Linked DNA regions of Mus musculus: all the other regions are linked to region 2. Evidence: chromatin contacts called from public HiChIP or PLAC-seq data. All regions are on one chromosome and are shown on one strand. Each heading gives the region's core, a stretch centred on a gene start, on an enhancer-like site or on the middle of the called end of the contact. The rest is flanking DNA. Distances are from core to core; before and after follow the strand shown. Region 1 has its middle 59 kb from the start of Gm30549. Region 2 overlaps F13a1 (coagulation factor XIII, A1 subunit). Region 3 has its middle 16 kb from the start of Gm30489.

What was found. HiChIP or PLAC-seq counts read pairs in DNA pulled down with a chosen protein or histone mark.
Region 1: a contact with region 2 is called in a BATF HiChIP or PLAC-seq map of CD8 T cells, with 5 read pairs. The contact joins two enhancer-like sites. A contact is called at or near these places in 1 of 484 Hi-C or Micro-C datasets (CD8 T cells) and 2 of 115 datasets of contacts at active chromatin or transcription factors (CD8 T cells and bone marrow-derived macrophages).
Region 3: a contact with region 2 is called in a BATF HiChIP or PLAC-seq map of CD8 T cells, with 37 read pairs. The contact joins two enhancer-like sites. A contact is called at or near these places in 1 of 15 datasets of contacts at CTCF or cohesin (CD8 T cells), 2 of 484 Hi-C or Micro-C datasets (CD8 T cells and group 2 innate lymphoid cells) and 3 of 115 datasets of contacts at active chromatin or transcription factors (CD8 T cells, Th17 cells and effector CD8 T cells).

Annotation. Positions count from the first base shown.
Region 1 is chr13:37,128,235-37,132,423 of GRCm38.p6, forward strand. No RefSeq gene overlaps it. Among named protein-coding and RNA genes, the nearest start is that of Gm30549, 59 kb to the left of the region's middle. Within about 2 kb of position 2,632, at least 66 of the 459 cell types and tissues checked have an H3K27ac peak or open chromatin away from gene starts, as enhancers often do. A contact at or near this core is called in CD8 T cells, where this site is marked.
Region 2 is chr13:36,963,426-36,967,584 of GRCm38.p6, forward strand. The region is part of intron 6 of F13a1 (coagulation factor XIII, A1 subunit); the gene reads right to left. It overlaps Gm30489 (a long non-coding RNA gene), which reads left to right. Exons shown (of 6, transcript XR_873245.2): 5 at 3,551-3,758. Among named protein-coding and RNA genes, the nearest start is that of Gm30240, 24 kb to the right of the region's middle. Within about 2 kb of position 2,401, at least 5 of the 459 cell types and tissues checked have an H3K27ac peak or open chromatin away from gene starts, as enhancers often do. A contact at or near this core is called in CD8 T cells and Th17 cells, where this site is marked.
Region 3 is chr13:36,806,352-36,810,257 of GRCm38.p6, forward strand. No RefSeq gene overlaps it. Among named protein-coding and RNA genes, the nearest start is that of Gm30489, 16 kb to the right of the region's middle. Within about 2 kb of position 2,105, at least 29 of the 459 cell types and tissues checked have an H3K27ac peak or open chromatin away from gene starts, as enhancers often do. A contact at or near this core is called in CD8 T cells and Th17 cells, where this site is marked.

The DNA.
Region 1 (4,189 bases), core at 1,382-3,881, 170 kb after region 2:
TAATTATATTTACCCCTAAATCTTCCTATATATTCACTCCTTTCTATTCACCCAATCTCATTTTCTTAGACAAAATTATTTACTTGCAATGTACATATACCATTAATGTTTGTTTCTGCAGATATTCAAACCTATCTCAGTTTCTTTTGAACAACAACAAAAAAAAATCCCAAGTTGTTATTTTTCTTTCTTGGTGTCTGGCCACCATACTGGTGCCCCTTCTCCATAGCAACATGTCTCTTGTAGGAGGATAATATTCTCCTATCTAGGTGATTAATGCTTGTGTCTTGCCTTTCTGATCAAGTCCATTTCCATGGAAACAGAAAAATATACTCCTTTCTCCTAATCTCCTACTGCAGGACATGTGGGTCAGGGAAGGAATCCAATTTCATATTTTCTTGATATTATTAAACAGCCAAGCTATGGTATATTACCAAAGGTATATGAATCTTTCAATATTTTCTCTAAAATAGTTTTGTTCATAGATGTAGACCACATCTTGAACTTGTAACATCACCACTGAACCGACTCTGTAACAAAGTCATACTGAGTGATGTACTAGTATGTTTGCTGATATAAAATTCCATAATTAACAACAACTTGGGACATAAGGGTTTCTTTAGCTTACACGTCCATATCCTAGACCATGATGGGAGAAAGTCAGGACAGGAACTCAAGCAGGAGTCTAGAGGCAGGAACTTAAGCAGATGCCATAGAAGACCCTTTCTCATTGGATTATTTCCCATGACATTTCAGCCCCCTTTCTTATATCACCCAGGGTCATCTGCCAAAGGTAGCACCAATCCCCTTGAACTAGGCTCTCATACTCTCATACATCAATTGTTAATTTAAACAAACAAACAAACAAACAGACAAACAAACATGCCCTACAGACTTTCATACCGGCAATCTGATGGAGTTATTATCTCAATTGAGGCTCCTCATCTCAAGGACCAGCTTAGGTCGAGTTAAGAATCTTAACCAGCACAGTATGTGTGTGAACAGTGCACGAGAGGAGGGATGATTGAGGCAGCAAGTGGTGCAAGTCCCACTGCCCAACAGTTTCACTAGTTCTGCGTGTCAGAAACAGGCTTTAAACTCTTTGACAAACAGCATTTCATTCTCTATTATAAGGAGAAGCAGAGGAGGAGGAAAAAGGGGGAAAGAAGGGAGAGGAGAAATTTTAACTGAAGTGAGTCAAGTAGGAGAAGGAAGAGGAGGAAGAAGAAGAAGAAGAAGAAGAAGAATAGGAAGGACTGATTATGAAACAATGCAAATCCTAATATATGTGTGTATTTCTTTGGAGTTTACAAGGTACACTTTTTAATTTATTTTTATTGGTTATTTTATTTGTTTACATTTCAAATGTTGTCTCCTTTCCTAGTTTCCCCGACAAAAACTCCCTATCCCATCCCTTCTTCCCCCTACTTCTATGAGGGTGCTCCCCCACCTAACAACCCACACACTTCTGCCTCACTGCTCTAGCATCCCCCTGTACTGGGGCATCGAGCCTCTCCTGGGCCAAGGACCTCCCCTCCCATTGAGGCCAGATATGGCAATCCTCTGCAACAAGTACATTTTATTTAACAACTACATAGCATTTTCAAAGATGACATGGAAGTTAAACAAGATTCAGCTTTCTGTTAACTTCACAATAGTCCTGAGACAGATAGAGAACAGGTGTTTTAACTACGCCATATTTGAGCTTGAGCATGCCCAAACTTGTTCAAAATGCCTAAATATTGCTTGTCTAATAGCACACAAATGATCAGTAGTGGTACAGGGACCTCAATCCAAAGAGGGGTTCTTTATATCAAGCTGCTCCCTTTATGTTTTATTTTGATCAGATAATATTCCAGTAGTGAACCAAAATAAAATTCTAAAATGTGCATATTGAACAAGGAGATTTGTGCATATCAAATAGCTCATTTACTATGAAATTTGCTTTTCTGGTGTAATTTACTGCCCAGAATCTGAAAAGAGAGAGTTTGATAATATTTATAAACCACATCCAGACAATCAAGAATTAACTACATTAATCTCCAGAATCTAATAAATATTACATTAAGCTTTCCAAATGGGATTGCTAGCCTTTGGGCTATTGCATTAGCTGGACAAACCAATTCCCATACTGCTGTTTAGATGAAAGTAATAAGCCCTATTCAAACTAAAACACTACATGGTGCTGAGATATGCTATCAAGCTATCAGTAGAGCAAATACTGACCCCATCCCAGAGTAAGAAACTAAATTCCTAAGCCACCAGTAAATCTATGCAAAACTGCATTAAGTTGGAAAATATTGGACTTGAAAATCAAAATATCCATAGCTAAATGCCAAATCATTCCAAAATCCTATTCAGTTTAGCTCCTGGACCTGACCAGGGTCTCAACAGGGAAATAGGCACCTGCTTGAAGGCCAGTAAATATTGGTCCCTGATGCAGCTCAGTTCACTGAAGCCAACTGACTTGGCCTTGTCATTAGGAATCTTAAATGGAAAAAAATAAGACCGTATTGAATGGGTCCGTTTTGCAAAGAACAGCTGCAAAGCAATTTCACGTTTCGCTGTGTTGCAATCCTAAGTAACCGCCAGAGCCGTTCTATTTCTGTAAAGTCACACACCCACAGAGAGTTCACAGGCAAGCTAGCTGGAGGAAAGGCTGCTTCTCCCTCTTGTACCGGAACCCTTGAGTGGCAGGTGTTTGAACGGCTACCAACGAAAGCTAACAAACCTGTCCACCAGGAAATCTAAGGGAAGCTAATCAATCTATCGGTACAACTATTGTAGTTTCTTTCACTTCTGCCAGAATTTCAAATGTTTGCTGATGATGTTGGGGAAATTAGGAGCGGGGCAGGGGGCAGAGGGGGAGAATCATGTAGAATTAGATCTAAAGAGGAGGTTAGTGGGGAACTAATGGATGGGCCTGCAAAGTCCTTCTGATCATGCCCCCTTTTCCACTTCAAAGAGACTTTTTGTTGCCACCACACCAGTGAAACTGTCTTTGGCCAAGATAATGCACTTGAAAAGTTAAGTTTCTCTATTAGGGGTGGCTGGTATGGCTGGGAAGACAGGTCAGTCACTCGAGTGTTGGGTACATAAACTTACATTCCTGAGTTTGATTCCCAGGACCCATGTTAAAAGCTAAGCATGCAGTACACACTTAAAATCCCAGAGCTGGTGCCTGGCAACCCCTATCCCAGTGATTCTTAACCTGTGGGTTGTGACCCATTCACAGGGGGTTGCCTATGATCATCTTCATAACAGATATTTACATTATGATTCATAACAGTAGCAGAACTACAGTTGTGAAGTAGCAGCAAGAATAATTTAATGGTTGGGAGTCACCACCACTTGAGGAACTGTATTAAGGGTTCCAGCATTAGGAAAGCTGAAAACCACTGCTCTATAATGATGTATGTGATGGCTATGGCCCATAGGATTGAACCTGTCAGAGTGGAACTTCCCTATCACATGAAGCAATGACTAGCAAGCTCTTTTATTCTGTCAATCAATAGACTCGTTCACTCAATAAATATTTGTTTAGTTATCTGCAGTGAGATGGTGACTAGGCATTGATTAAGGCAGACATGATCCCTGCTTGAGTTGGGTGTGTCTTACAGTAAGGCAAGGTTTAAAAATGAAAAGGAAGCACAAACAGGGCTTAGTGCTAACAACAACAGTGGCCAGTGCTTCCCAGAGGCTCTCCATCTTGCACTGCATACATATCAGGGAATGCCTCCTGAAGGAGAGGATATTGAATACCATGAAGGACTTGCTACCTCTGTCCATCTCCACAGTGACAACAGTCTCAAAGGTCTCCCATTCTGATTCATATGTTGGTCACATTTTCCAACTCTCTTGAGCAATCCTCATTTGTATACACTGGCATACAATCTCAATATGATAAGCCCTCACTTGTTCTTCACCTCACTTCTAGATTCTAGTCCACTCTTATTGCATCCTCCATATGAATATTTTTATGCTTTTTACTCCATCTCTTCTCCTGTTATTTCTTCCCCCTATTTCAAATAAACTTTGGTTCTCACTACTAAAAATAAAACAACCCTTGCCAAGATGCCCACTGATTATCTCCTGGTCAAATCCTGTGGCAATTTCATTTACAAGGCAATGTCATTGCTGTTTGAAATTGTTCACTCTATTTGCTTATACCAAGGGGTTTCTTCTAGAA
Region 2 (4,159 bases), core at 1,151-3,650:
CAACTGAATGCCAGGTGAGTGAGCTATCTTTTCATATGGTCCAGCTCATCCTTAACTTTTCCCCAATCTTCCCATCAAGTCTCTTGGAGGGCACTGTCATACCAGAAACAAGGACAACAATGGCTTTGAAAGGGAGGAAGTGTAACTTGGAACAAATTCTTTGTCTAATTTCCTGTTTTCCCTCTTTTCTCTCTTAAAAGAATCTACAATATAACTTAGTAAAACGTAGCATTCATTACTTAGGTGATTTTAAATTAAACTTCATCCATGTGTGACCATAACATTTCAGGCTCAGTCAGCAAGATTATAGGAGTTTAGGTTGTTCTTTCCTTTGGGAAAGACCAGTGTCTCTTGACTTCCAGATACTTATCAATTCTCCCTGTGTTCTCATCAAAGGGAAGCAATAGCAAATAAAAATAACAGGAGCAGATACTGAATATATAAAAAAAAATAAGAAAATGTTCATTAGAAGAACAAAATAGATCTTGCTAACAGTGTTTGTTTGGTCATTTGAATATGCTTGGCCCATGGGAAGTGACACTATTAGGAGGTGTGGCCTTGTTGAAGTAGGTGTGGCCATTGGAGAAAGTGAGTCACTATGAAAGTGGGTGTCAAGTCCTATGCTTAAGCTCCACCCAGGGTGGAAGATAGTCTTCTCCCAGCTGCTTTCAGGTCAAGGTGTAAACTCTGAACTGTCCAGTGCAATGTCTGCCTGGATGCTGCCATGTTTCCTGCCATGATGATAATGGACTGAATCTCTGAAACTGTAAGCCAGCCCCTATTAAATGTTTTCCTTTGTAAGAGTTGTCATCGTCATGGTGTCTCTTCACAGAAATAAAGCCCTTACTAAGGCACATGGGAATTTCAGGTGTTTGGCTAAAGAGAGAAAGCTTCATTTGAAAAAGGAAGAGAAGTATGTCCTGGAATTAAGTGCTCTTCCCTGATTCACATGGCTAACGGCAGAACCAGAGCCAGGACTCTGTCTCCTGATACAGCTACAGGCCCTCCTATGCAAAACAATTTCCCTGGTCTCTTCAGCAAAGCATGGAAAACAGAATTGAACGAAGCCTATTATGCAGGCAAGAAGAAGGTGTTACCTCCATTTTATAGGTAGGAAAACTGAGCACAGACTCCATCTTTGTTAGGGGGATTTATACACCAAGGAACATTTGGCCATATCTGGAGACATTCTTCAATGTTTCAGCTGGCATATTATGGTGTGTTCATGGAATTTTTGAATAGAGGCTCAGGGATGCTGTTGGGCAATATATTGCACACACTATCAGTACAGCAGCCATCTGAGGGTGGATAGACTGTACCACAAAGATTTTCATCAGAAAGTTGTCTGAAAAGCCAAACTCATTATTTATCTTATCATTTGAAAGCTTGTTATCACTTCTGTGTTCCTATAGCCTCATACATAGCCATTTTCCTGCCATCTCCTTGCCAATCTATGTGCCATGACCACAGAAAGCCAGTTTGTCTTTGGGGCTCCAGTCATGCACTCCTGTGCTATATTGATGCCTGTTTTACTTTCTTCAAGTGTCCAGCCAGAGCTAGGCTGCTTCTCCTCATGGTTTCCAGGAGCAGCTGCATCAGGAAGCTTCTGCGTGCAGTGACTCCATTGTGTATGAAATGGAATTCATATATAGTTTGTGTGGTCCTCTGGAAGAGTTTGCAGGCCATATGCATCCCCTGGAATCTATGCATAGAATCTGTGGTCCTCTGGAAGGGTTTGCAGATCATATGCATCTTCTGGAATCCATGCACAGTCTGTGTGGCCCTCCTGAAATGTTTACCCATCTCATGCACCTCTGTTCTAGCGCATCTGTTCAGTGGCAGGGATGAGATGCATTGGAAATGGACACGAAGCTATCAGAGGTTGGGGGCCAGCTCAGGAGAACAACATGGCCATCTAACTGTGAAGTCTGATTTTGGCTGGATTCGTCCAGCTTCAAATATGTCCTTGTTGTAGCTTCCAAATGCATCTTTTCATATCTTAAGAAAAATCTTTAACTGGGAAATAAGAAGATCTGCTCCCTTTACATATACCTTTGTTCTTTACTTAACTTTATGCTGAAATCCCACTGTGTGTTTCCAGTGATCATGTAGGGTCTGTCTATATGATCAGAAAATTGTTTTTCTATGCATCACCATCTTAGCCAGTTCTGGAGGCTCCTTGTTTTAGCTTTATAAATCACTACAGCTGAACAGATTTTGGAAAGACTCACAAAAGCTATTTTGAGGATTAAAGGGGATAACAGGGGTGAAGAGGTTTTCTCAACTATCGAACTTTCTATACTGTGAAGAGTGGCATGGGGAACTAAGGGGAAGTGGAGCTACCACTTCAAATTGCTCAGAGCAGTACCTATCTCCTTTAACACCCAAGGTCATCCCTTCCAGAAAACAAACCAAACCTCAACCACATTATTCTCTATGCAGATTTTATCTCCCTGGTACCAGGCTGTGTAACCGTGATGATCATTTTCCAAATTAGAACTTTAGAGAGAGAGGCTCTTTAGAGCTAATGCCATTTTGAGGCAATTTAAATTGGTGTTATGCCTGGTCAGAGGCAGCCACAGACAGTGTGGGTTAGATTGTCTCCTTTTGCTTTCCTCTGTGCTGCTTTGGATTGGCTTGTGATTTCTGCATTTGGTGGAAGTATGCACAGTGAGTGTGTAAGGCCAGGTTGAAGACTGTGTTATTTTAGAATGAATAAGAGGGAGACAGTTCATATCTTATCACTCCTTCTTCTTGCTTCTCTTCACTGCAACATGTCATGGTTGCTTCTAAGGGGAACTAAAAAGAATTAAAAATTAAGAAAAAAAAGAAGGGTGGCTTCTTTTCCATGTAGAAAACTGATCTGGTATGTGTTGTACAAAGATGACCTCCAGATATTGCCAAAGGCTTTAGGACTAAATTATCTTTTCATCACACCATGCAAATAACATGAGAAAACAAAACTTTTTTATTTTATGCATCTAAATACACATGTTTATTATTTGGGGGTCAGAGGTTGAATGCTCCTTCCCCAGGGCTTCATACATGTTAAGGAGACCCTCTAAGCTTTTACCGCTAAGCTGTGCCTCCAGCCCCAAGCTGTCCTTAGATGTTAGGTTTTGCTTTCATGTTGTAAGACCCAGCACATCTTAAATTTCCATGTAACTCAGTTCTTAATAAAGTCAGAGTCTCTATTTTTAGCACCTAGTCAGAATATACATACTATATCTTTCCTGGCCATGTAATTATGTGTCAACAAAACTGATTTTGTTTGACTCAAAAGATTCACAAAACAAAATTGAAGATAAAATTCTTCCAGGGAGAATTTTTTTTTTAGAAGATGTAAAGGCATTGGCAATATAACGATGTTCTCCATTCAATCTTCCTATGAGATAAATGTGGCCTACCATAACTGAGTAATACTGTGCACCTGGACCAGACTTGATGCTCATTATGTACCAATGATTGTCTGAGTGCGAGGGATACAGTACAGCTTAGGACCAGGTAGTCCTTTAGTTAACTTCCTAACCTGATCCCTGCATTCTTGCAGATGTCTTGGGGTCCCCTACAGTGAGTCATGCGAAAGGGAGAATGCATTCACAGGTGGAGTCGGTGGACCTAGGTTCTGGCAAAAGCTTTATCACTGACAAGCTCTCACCATCCTGTTTTCTTGCTTGTGTAAGTGATGGAAGTGACGACTAGCCGCTCACTTATCTTACAATATTTCCAGGGAGAAACCAACATCCACATCATAAGAGGTAAGGTTCTGCAGTGTGGTCCCGTTGCAAAGAAACTAGGGTTTTACTGAGTGTTTATTTCTTCATACCAGATTCATTTTTGTTATTTGTATACATGTTTTGGGGTGCTGTACACATGAGTACAGATGCTCTTGGGGGCTGGCAGAGGGCATCAGATCCCCTGGAGCTCAGGTTACAGTCACTTGTAGGCTTCCTGATGTAGTGTTGGGAATTGAACTTGGTATATACACTCTATATTGAATCAACTCTCCAGCCTTAGCCATTTATTTCCTTAATGTTTCCACAAGCGTAAACATGGAGAAAAGTCATGTCTGAGGTAGCAATCTGTATCCTGTGTTTGACTGGTTGGTCATCTGATTACAGTCATTAACATTTTTGTTGTGATCATTTCTTAATCTCCA
Region 3 (3,906 bases), core at 855-3,354, 160 kb before region 2:
CAGATACTTAGGAAGAGAGATTCAGTAGATGGCCCTACACAAATGCACATATATGGAACAATAAGGCGACTGTGGATTTTTAAAACAGTACCCATGAGGTTGGGAGAGAAAGTGGTGGAGGGATAGGGAAAGAGCTAAAAAAGAGGGAGCTGGAAGTGGATTCAATTAGAAGATAATATATGCATGTGTGGGAATCTGAAACAAGCATTTACTTTTGTTTTATTGTATTATATTTTAAGTTATTATTATTTCTAAGATGCCTGCTTGTTTTCTAGTGAGAAATAGAGACAGGGTGGATACAGAAGGCGGGGAAGGTGGGGAAGGACTGGGAGGAATGGGGAAGGGGAACTGTAATCAGAATATAATATATGAAAAAAAAATCAATTTTCCAAAATAACAACAGCAAAGAAACCTCAAAACTGCCAGGATGTAACAAAAAGATGAGAAATTGGATTATACAAAGGTAAAATCAATAGTGCAGAGAATAGGATAAGAAATTAAATATGTATCTGGGAAGCATTCTAGAAGAAAGGGATAAACAGAAAAATAATGTCTCCTATAATAATGGTGAAAAATATTTTTGTTACAATTTAAGAAAAATAAGCTTAATGTTGATGGTGAAATAAAAATAAGCCTACCTATAGCAAGCATACCATAGTAAAATTATTCATGTGTGCTAAAACCAAAGGAAAAAAACCTAAATCATCAGAAAAAAATTCCTATAAAAGAACAATAGCAGAGTTTCAAAAGATATTTCATCATTACAAAAGGAGCTGGAAGTCAATTACTAGTTGAAAGGGACAAAAGGAAATAAGGATTGGAGTAGAGGTTCACACATGGAAAGGCAAGCACTGAAATGTGTGGACAAAAATGGAGATATTTTCAAACTAAAACGAACTAAACAAATGAGTCTATGTGAGATAACTTGTGGCCAAGAAATGAATGAACAGAGGATGAAGGAGCTGAATGTGAGAGCAATGATGAGTAAGAGATTGGACAATAATGTAAGGCTAGACACAAGTCATCTCTACCACAGCCCCATACATGCAACACATGTAGTAGCTGACTGCTTAGGGGAATGCAAAGACAAAGGGATAGAAAGTATAGTCAACAGAAAAGCCAACTGACCAGAAGGACACCACTAGGCTTTAAAAGGACCAGTGGTCTTTGCTTTCTCTTCCTGTACAACATGCCAGTTAGAGGCCATATTCTAAGATGTTAATCCACTGTCCTCTCAAATTATTGATTTTCCAAATGAAACACAGTTTATGATTCAATTTCTGTTTGCTTTTCTTTCTTTGTTTGTTTCCTTTTTTTTCTTTCTTTTTGCCTGTGTGTCAGATGGTACAGACTAGGTTACACAAGGTCTTTGGTTTGTTCAAGAAGAGAGAATCTGTCTTAAGAAGTACACATTTAAAGTTAAACTATTAAAATAAAAACACAACACTCACTTGCATAAAGGTAGAGGAAGGAAAAAAAGGAGTTGAAAATCAATATTGATAAATGAAAAGGAAGAATAGAATAGAAAAGAGGCCAAAATATCATGGCTAAGTGGGCAGGAAAGGTGATCAGAGTAAGTTTAAATTAACAGTGACTTTAAAACATGGAACTTAAAAATATATTTAAACCAGAGGTTCTTAAGTCAGGTTAAGAAAACTCCACCAAATCCAACTATGAAGTGTTTACAGGATATTGATAGTGTAGCAGAAACCAGAACCTTGAACCAGACCAGTGACTCACTGCAATGAACATCTGTAAGTAAAACAGAGTGAACCAAGGACTACACTGTGGAACACACTGTGACACATTACAGCGACCGCAATGAGATTTTCCCCTCTGACTTGGGGCTGGGGATTTTTTGCAAGGGCAGAGTGTGGGTACAAAGAGATGAAGAGATAAGTGGGATTGGTGTGCATGATGTGAAATTCACAAAGAACCAGTAAAAGCTAAATAAAAAGTTTCAGAAACACTGAAAAGGTCATGCAGATTATCTATCTATATCAATATTCTGTCATAAATAAAATTACAGATCAGTTAAAGAAAGACACTACCATCATTTATACAGAGACCACAAATTCAAATGATTTCTGTCAGTAGAAGTCACAATAGAAGACCAAGCATCTCTAGAAAGGAGTGAAAACAGCTTTGATCAACTAAAATTCTCAATGTTATAGAGTTGCTGTCTTACTTATGCTTCATTGCTGTACTAAAATACCATTATCAATTATCATTATCAATTTCTTGAAGACAAAGCTTATTAAAGCTTAAAGTTGCAGAGGGTGAGAGATTCTCCTGGCAGGGAGTAAGGAAGCAGAGAGTAGTAGGCAAGGCACTGGAGCAGTAGCTAAGAACTTACATCCTGAGACACAACTGTGAAGCAGAGTGAGAGAGAGAGAGAGAGAGAGAGAGAGAGAGAGAGAGAGAGAGAGAGAGAGAGAGAGAGAGAGAGAGAGAGAATACGAATTGGGAATGGGTGTGGTCTTTTGAAACCTCAAATCCTGCCTCCAGTGACACATCTCCTCCAATAAAGCTATATTTCTGAATCCCTTCCAAACACTCTCACCAATTAGGGACCAAGTATTTAAACATATGAGATTATGGGGCTTGCTCTCATTCAAACTACCACAGCAGTATTTTGAGATATAACCACATTCTTAAATGAAGTTTAAAAGAAAAAGAAATTGAAAATTCACAAAATAGCATAAATCTCAAGGAGTTAGGAAATCAAGAACAGAATAAATTCAAAGAATGAAAGAATCAAACACAGAAATTAAAATAGAGAAACAAGTTATTTGCAAAATAACTTATTTAAAGGAAAAAAAGAACTTTAAATAATATAGAGCCTTATGATTAACAATGTCACCAAAAGTGACATTAGAAATAAAAAAGAATTTAAGTCTAGTAATTGTGCATTTTAAGATCTAAGGCAATCTATGTCTAACAGTTTGAAGGTTCAGTGAAATAGATTCTTAGAAAAATATAAGTCCTGCTAATCTGCTTGAAGAAGCAGCGATAACCAGTCCTATGCCTTTAAAAATCTGAAAAAAAATTAAACTATTTCCCCTTAAAAATACTGGTCCAAACTATTTCATTAATTATTCTCATAAAATACGAAGGAACCAATAATTCTTGCCTTATATAATGTGTTCCACTGACTAAAATAGAAGGCAAATTCTCCAGTTCCTTTTATGAGGCTGGTATAATCTTGTTATAAAGATCGGTCAAGGGCACTGTGCATGAGGGATGTATGCAAAGCTCTCACTTATCAGCACACAGGAAAAATCTTAAATAAAGTGACAGTACCTCCAAACCAAGGGATGGACAGTTATTTGACATTAGTAGTCTAATAGAAATATATGTTGATGCAGCTTAGTATGTAGATAGATTATTAAGAAGTTACGTGATCATCTCAAGATAGGACAAATATTTTTTAAAATCCAATCATCTGAGGTTGAGGATGTAGCCCAGTGATAGAGCATTTGCTTGGCATGTGCAATGCCCTGGGCTCAATGCCAAACAGTGCAATAAGTGGATAAAACAAATAAGCAAAAGAGAAAACAAACCCAGCAGTCATGCAAGATAACAAGATGGAAGAACATAGAAATCCAAGAACTCCCCTACAATGACACATTTTATTAATTTAGTGGGAAGGTAATGCTGGCTGAGACTGTCAATTATTGTACTGAGCAACAAGACAAGCTCTGCAGTTCTGCAAGGAAGGACTGGGAAGGAAGAAGTGAGCTGTATATGGTCTTGGCGTGCGGTTGGTTCTGGTTTACTTAATCACATGGCTTAGTGTTCACACAACGATAAAGTCACCCAAGGAACTGTTTTCTCAGAAAGTGTGCCATGACGTTAGTGATGCTGAACACTCCCTGCTTCATCCTCACCACCTAGGGCTCCAGT